Regions from separate parts of the Mus musculus genome. Here region 2 is linked to region 1. The links are chromatin contacts, called in public promoter capture Hi-C maps. All regions are on one chromosome and are shown on one strand. Each heading gives the region's core, a stretch centred on a gene start, on an enhancer-like site or on the middle of the called end of the contact. The rest is flanking DNA. Distances are from core to core; before and after follow the strand shown. Region 1 holds the start of Gprin2 (G protein regulated inducer of neurite outgrowth 2). Region 2 holds the start of Lrit2 (leucine-rich repeat, immunoglobulin-like and transmembrane domains 2).

Region 1 (3,164 bases), core at 334-2,833:
GGGAGGGACAGGAGTTGGTTAGTGTCCCTGGTGCAGAAATCTTCTATAGACTCTTTGGACAGGATCCTTCAGGCCGGCTGTGAGTAGCAAGGAAGCAAGAACCCTCGGCCCCTACTTGTATACCCAGTAAGCGCTGCAGCGAGCTGCACCGTGGCTGGTTAGACCCAACTAGTGTAGCTCGGGCTCCATCTTAAAGCCTGGACACCTGTGGCTGTAGAAGCAGAGCTTCCACAGGCCTGTGCAGCCCTGTCAGGGTGCTTAGCTCTTCCAGGATGGCTGTTTTCCCAAACTGGAGAGAATGCTTTGAGGACCTGCTGGGAAGGGGTGACTGGAGGAAATCTAGGACTTTCTGAGAAGATAGTGAAGCCATCCATAACTAGGAGAGAGACAAAGATGGTGTTGGTTCCCCATAACTGCATGGGAAGAGTGTAAACAACCCTAGGCAAGTTGGGGCTCCAGGGCTGCTGTCAACAAAGGAGTGTGACACTGGGACTTAGTTCTCTGAGATGGGGACTCAGAAGAAGCCCAGTCTCCTCTTACCCTGTGGCCCTGGGTACCTGGGGACTCCTTGATGGTGGACTGGGTCTGGTCAGATCTAGGTGGGGTAGCTTCCTGTCCTGTGTGTCTGGGGATGCTGGAGCAAAGCTAATAGGGATCCTAGACTTTCCATGGGATCAGGCAACCCAGAATCGGTAGAGCTTTTAGGAAGGGACACAGTGGGATCTAGGGAGGAAATATCAGAACTGCAGGGAATTACAGGAAAATAGTTGAGGCTCCAGTGAGGTCTCTCCCCACTGGGAGTCACTGTGCATGTCAGCTCTTTGCATCCCTGAGGTAGGCTGCGAAACCATCCTAGCGTGGGATTGGGTCAGAGGGCAAGGGTGGAAATGGTCCTGGAAGTGGATAGACTGACAGGTTATCAAGAATGTAGACCTTGAAGGACATGGCTGAGGGTGTGACTTTGGGACTATGAAGCTGGGCAGGTACTCCTTAAGGACCACACTGCAATTGTAAACCTCAAGAACTGGATCAAGCTTGGATTTCTCCCTGAGGTGAGTCTAGAGCTGAGAGCATGCTGTTGGATCCAGCAGGCCTGAAGACTCCCTAACAGGCAAGGCCTCTAGAGAGCAAGACCTGGGGAAAGGTCTCAAGAGGTGGGTGGGAGGCCCAAGAATTGTGAGAGGTGGGGCAGGAAGATAAAGGACATGGGGGGGGGGCGGGGCCACAGGGAATGTCAATGGATTCTGGTGTCAGAGCAAGGGATTGAAAATCTCTAAGGATGTGAATTTGGGACCTGGAGGATTTGCCGGAGCTAGCCACGCAAGGCAAGGTGGGGCACGGAGGGACTGGGGCAGGACGATGGCGCCCTTTAGGGGTGGGAGATTGGAACACAGCGGCCGGCTCTGTCGGGAAGGTTGCACAAAATGGATGAGCCCAGTGAGAAAACAGCCTTGCTGGGGGGGGGGGGGGCGGGGGGGAAGGGTCAGGAAGGGGGGATGGGCAGTCTTGGGGGCGGAGCCTAAGGGAATGACATGGGCGGAGCCGAGGCAGGGGGCGGGGCCGGGACGCTGAGCCGTGAAGAGGCGGGGCGCGCCTAGGTGAGTGAGTCGCCCCCCTCAAACCCCCAGCACCCCTGCTCCGGGTACCGGTGACAGCTTCCCCTTCTGGCCCTTGGCAGCGCAGGCTCCGCGGCCGGCTGCACCACGGCGGGGCTAGACCCAGTGCGGCTCCATCTTGGCGACGGGCACCTGTGGCGGCCGCAGGAGCAGCGCTTCCGCCGGCCTTTGCGGCCCTGGAGGCGACAGGGTGAGAGGCTGGCTCAACACGAGCCGTGGTGGGTGCTGGGGTGGTGTGGGCGGCGCCCCCCTTCCTGAACCCCCGAACCCCTTCCTCACCGCTGTCTGCGCCGCATTCCTCCGCACGGTTGCCTCCCCCTTGCCCTCTCCGGTTCTCTTTTCCACGTTCCCTTTGCCCAGTCTCCGGGTTTTGTTTTTGTTTTTCCTCTGCCCCGGACCGGAGCCCATCGGCCTCCACCCCGCCTTCCTTTGCTTCTTCCCTCCCGGGTTCTCCTCTCTTCCATCCGCATCCCCCACCCTGTCCTCTGTTGCCAGCGCCCCGCCCTCTTCTGCTCAGGAGCATCCCTACCAGCGAGCTCACTGCCCCATATCCTTTGAGTCTTTGTCCTGGAAAGGTCTGTAGCCTAGATCCGAGACTTGGGTTGTGTACTTCTCCCTAAGACCACTGTGGGCTTTGCTCTGGAGATTCGGGGAAGGGAGCCCTGGCCAGGGAGGCTGCGTGGTGTGTGGTGCGTTCAGGCCTTTGACCGCAGCAGGGGCGGCCTGTGTTTGGCATGCGGAGTGCTGCTGTGAATGAACGTTCTTTCCTGCAGGTTCACACTGTAAACCCGCCTGTGCCATGGCCACAGTGAGGCGTGTGTCCATGCTGGGGCACTGTGCTGGGGAGTGCAGGTACAATCTTAGTGGCCTCCTGCAGTTGCAGTTGACCCTGAGACACATTCAGCCCACTGTTAGCACCTGAGTGAGCAAACCCTCACAGGTTTCAGGCCCTGGGACTCTTAGGCGTTCTGGGACTCTTAGGGGTTTCTCTATGGTGAGCAGGGTGGCGTCTTGGAGCTTGTTTTCTCATGCATACCCCTTTCCTGGCATTTCTCTGCCTTTAGGTTCTATGCCATCTCGATAAGGTTAGAGGCTACGAGGGACTGATTTTATTCTTGGAGCTGCCCCACCCACCTTAAGGGATGTCTCTTGCTGCGTTCTCCATTCGGCTTGTGTTCCTGTTAGGCCGTTTATTTGCACGCTGGCATGATCAAACCACTAGTTGTAGGTGGCCACACCCCTCTCTACAAGGGATTTGAGGTATCTGTAGGGGCTATCCCTACCTGGGCCTTTCAACTTCCTTATGTTAACTCTGTGAGCAGTCCTGATTCTCCTCTCACACCCTGCTCCCTCCTTTGTCGACTTGCTTGCCTTTTTGTGGCTTTCTGGACACAGAGGTTGTCATCTAAGCGCCTGCTGCTTGCATGAATGACTTAGTGTGGTCTGAGATAGGCCCTTTAGAAGCCTTCCCCAGTCCACCCCTAAGGTATAGGCTTCTCAGCTGGGGAGAGAATCAGAATTTCTAACCAAGTGGAGCCCACGGACTCA
Region 2 (2,915 bases), core at 345-2,844, 2.9 Mb before region 1:
CTATAATAAGTTCTAGCCAGAAATTTTAGGATTCTAAAATTTTAGTATTATGCTTTTCACCCAGAAGGTCCTCAAACAATGTATTTGCCCATTGTAAGTCTATTAACATTTATATACTATAAGAGATGATCAGATCCAATATATCTATTTATATATGAGATCTGCATGTACCCACTTTAAACAATGCTGATAGTGGAATGCTACCTTGAACTCTTTTCTGTTCTATGGAGTTAATCCATATATATGTCCATCTTACCTGCACCCATCCTTTATGACAGGCACCGTTTACACCTCTATATTGAGGCAGAGTCCTAACAGACCTCTACACTGCCCCCATATATATACAGAGAGTACAAATGGCTTACCATCAAATTCTCTCCACGTGCTCAGGGGATACTTCCATGCAATGGTTGGTGAGGGACTGGCTTGTGCAAAACATTGCAGAGTCACGTTCTTTCCTACCTGGATAGTGACATTGACACTAGGGGTTGAAATAGTTGGCTTCATACAAACTCCGAGCTCAGTCTCATGTAAAAGCTGCCCTGCCTTAGAGACAGGACCCTGGCATACCAGGTACGAATTCACCAGTATGAAAGGGGGACCAACGGACTTGACAAACTGAGCAAGTCCCCTTAATCGGCAGTCGCACAACCAAGGATTATTGTGCAGCGACAATACCATATTGGAAAGAAACTCAGCTCCACAACCAAGCTGTTGCCGTTTCTGATAGGCTGGCCAGTTCAAGAAGACACCCTTGGATACAACTGTCAACCTGTTGGAGGATATGTCAAGGTATATCAGGTTGGTTAGGAACTGAAGAGCCAGTTCTGGGACAGAATCAATCCGGTTGTGTTTGAGATCCAAAACCCGCAGGAGAGGGGTGGCGCGGAACGCTGTCCATGGTACTGAACGGAGTTTGTTCCCCTCTAGTCTCAGCTCTCTCAGCTCTGGCAGGTCCTCCAGGGCGCCTAGGTGGATCACAGTGACATTGTTAAAGTTGAGCCAAAGGTATTCCAAACTGCTCATGTTGGTGAAAAACCCCTGGGAAAGTTCAAATAAGGGTGAGTTTTCAATTCTCACTTGCTTGAGTTCTTCGGGAAAGTTGTCTGGAATCTTTCCCAAAGACATAGACATGCACTGAAGGCTCCTGTATAAGAAAGCAGAAAAACTTCAATAAGCCTCAAGGAACCTATAACTGGTATTTTGTGAGTCCTGTCACTAGACATGGAGATTAAATGAAAAATAATGAATTTAAAATAAAAGAGATGGCTTTTGGTAGAAATGTTCTGCTCCATAAACTCCAGAACCAACTAAAATGAATCCCATGGGATTTAGCTGATTTCCCACAAACTCTAAGCCTGTGTCACTCCATATCATTTTTAAAGAAAGTCTCCTCCACCCCCACATCACCCTCTGGAATCCTGTCAGCATAGCACACCTGCCAAAACTCTCCTCTGAACAGGTACACTCTGGCAGACAGAACGGCTGCACTGCATGTATAACCCAAGAGACCAGAACTTGCAAGAAACAGTAAAAAACAAAAGCCATATTTATCTGTAGGCAAATACCTTGTGTGGTTTGGGTAGGTATGGTCTCAGCTTCTGAGTAGCAAATCCTATTATTGGTAATCCATAAAGATGTAGGTCAGCACAGCAGCACTAAAGCACTGAATGCCCCGAGGTCTGTTACAGCCCAGCTCCCAGGCTCAGGAAAAGTCCATGTCGAGAAGTTGTGTCTCTTAACTAAAATGAAAAGGCTGTGGTTCTTAAGGTTGCAAAGGCGAATATACATCAGACATCAAGCTCCATTCTGTTTCTACCGTCTCTCAGCTTCTTACAAAGAAGCCAGGGAAACAATCAGGTGTTGCAAGCCTGAGTACCATAGCTCGGGATTTGGCCAGAATGCATCTAATACTTTACAGTTCACAAAGGAATCCTGAAATGCCAGTTTCCAATTATTTTCTTGAAGGGAAAGCAGATGATGAGCAACAAAACAACCCTGGGATTGTTTTCCTTGCTTGCGGTCTGCCAGCACCGCACCATGGGTGATGTGTTTAGTCATACTTCTACTGCATTAAGACTAATGCTTCTACAATCCATATCACTAGAATTGGAGAAACATCATGGTGTCCTTCCAATATGGAAGCTTAAAAACATAAGGACAAAGCTTTACAGTCTGGGGCAAGTAGCTTAATGGTCTGACTTTTCCCTGACTTTTCTAAAACACTGCATCACACCATAAAGAGCAAAATGTCAGGCTTGTGAATGTCATCTGTGACAAGATACTTCTCTATTTCTCTTCACATGTCACTATTTATTGTTTGTTCACTGTAAGTCATGTTTTCTAGGCACAACAGTGGTAAGAAAATAAACTCTATAGATATTTCCTCATTCAGTCTTCCTTGTGCTTCTGCTTCTGAGTCTGGCTGTTTGGGGGATATCTTCTAGTGTGTAAGCCGTTGTGTCTCTTCTACAGAACAAGAATCATCAGCAAACACTTCATGCTTTGGACAGGAAATGTTTAGATTAATTAATGCACAGTGCCTAGGACAATAGGTGCCCCACAATTCATCCCCTCTAAGTGACAGAGTCTAGATGAGCTGAAGTGCCACCTTTCTTATTAAATGAGAGCATATCAAGAAAATGCCAAAATTCTATGAGTTCTCATACGATTCATGATATACATTATACCCCACAAAAGGCTTCAGTGAAAAAAAAAATCTGCTTAGTAGCTAACCAGCAAGGCAGAAATGGGTCACCAGCTAAGCTGCTTACATCCCAGGCTTCCCACTCATACCAGATGTACTTTCTGGCATTCCTAGGCAATCTAACTCGACATTTGGATAGATCTTTGCAGTTACTTTCAAGGTAAAAAAATAAATCAAACAAGGAATGTGCTGTGGCATACACAAAGTC

What was found. Promoter capture Hi-C pulls out the DNA fragments that hold promoters and counts their contacts.
Region 2: a contact with region 1 is called in a promoter capture Hi-C map of hippocampal neurons, with 6 times the contacts expected there. The contact joins the promoter of Lrit2 here to the promoter of Gprin2 in region 1. A contact is called at or near these places in 3 of 39 promoter capture datasets (hippocampal neurons, liver and pre-B cells).

What each region holds. Positions count from the first base shown.
Region 1 is chr14:34,200,052-34,203,215 of GRCm38.p6, reverse strand. It overlaps Gprin2 (G protein regulated inducer of neurite outgrowth 2), which reads left to right and starts at 1,583. Exons shown (of 2, transcript NM_183209.2): 1 at 1,583-1,806.
Region 2 is chr14:37,066,708-37,069,622 of GRCm38.p6, reverse strand. Lrit2 (leucine-rich repeat, immunoglobulin-like and transmembrane domains 2) reads right to left here and starts at 1,594. Exons shown (of 3, transcript NM_001360134.1): 1 at 1,569-1,594; 2 at 366-1,147. The coding sequence starts at 1,134.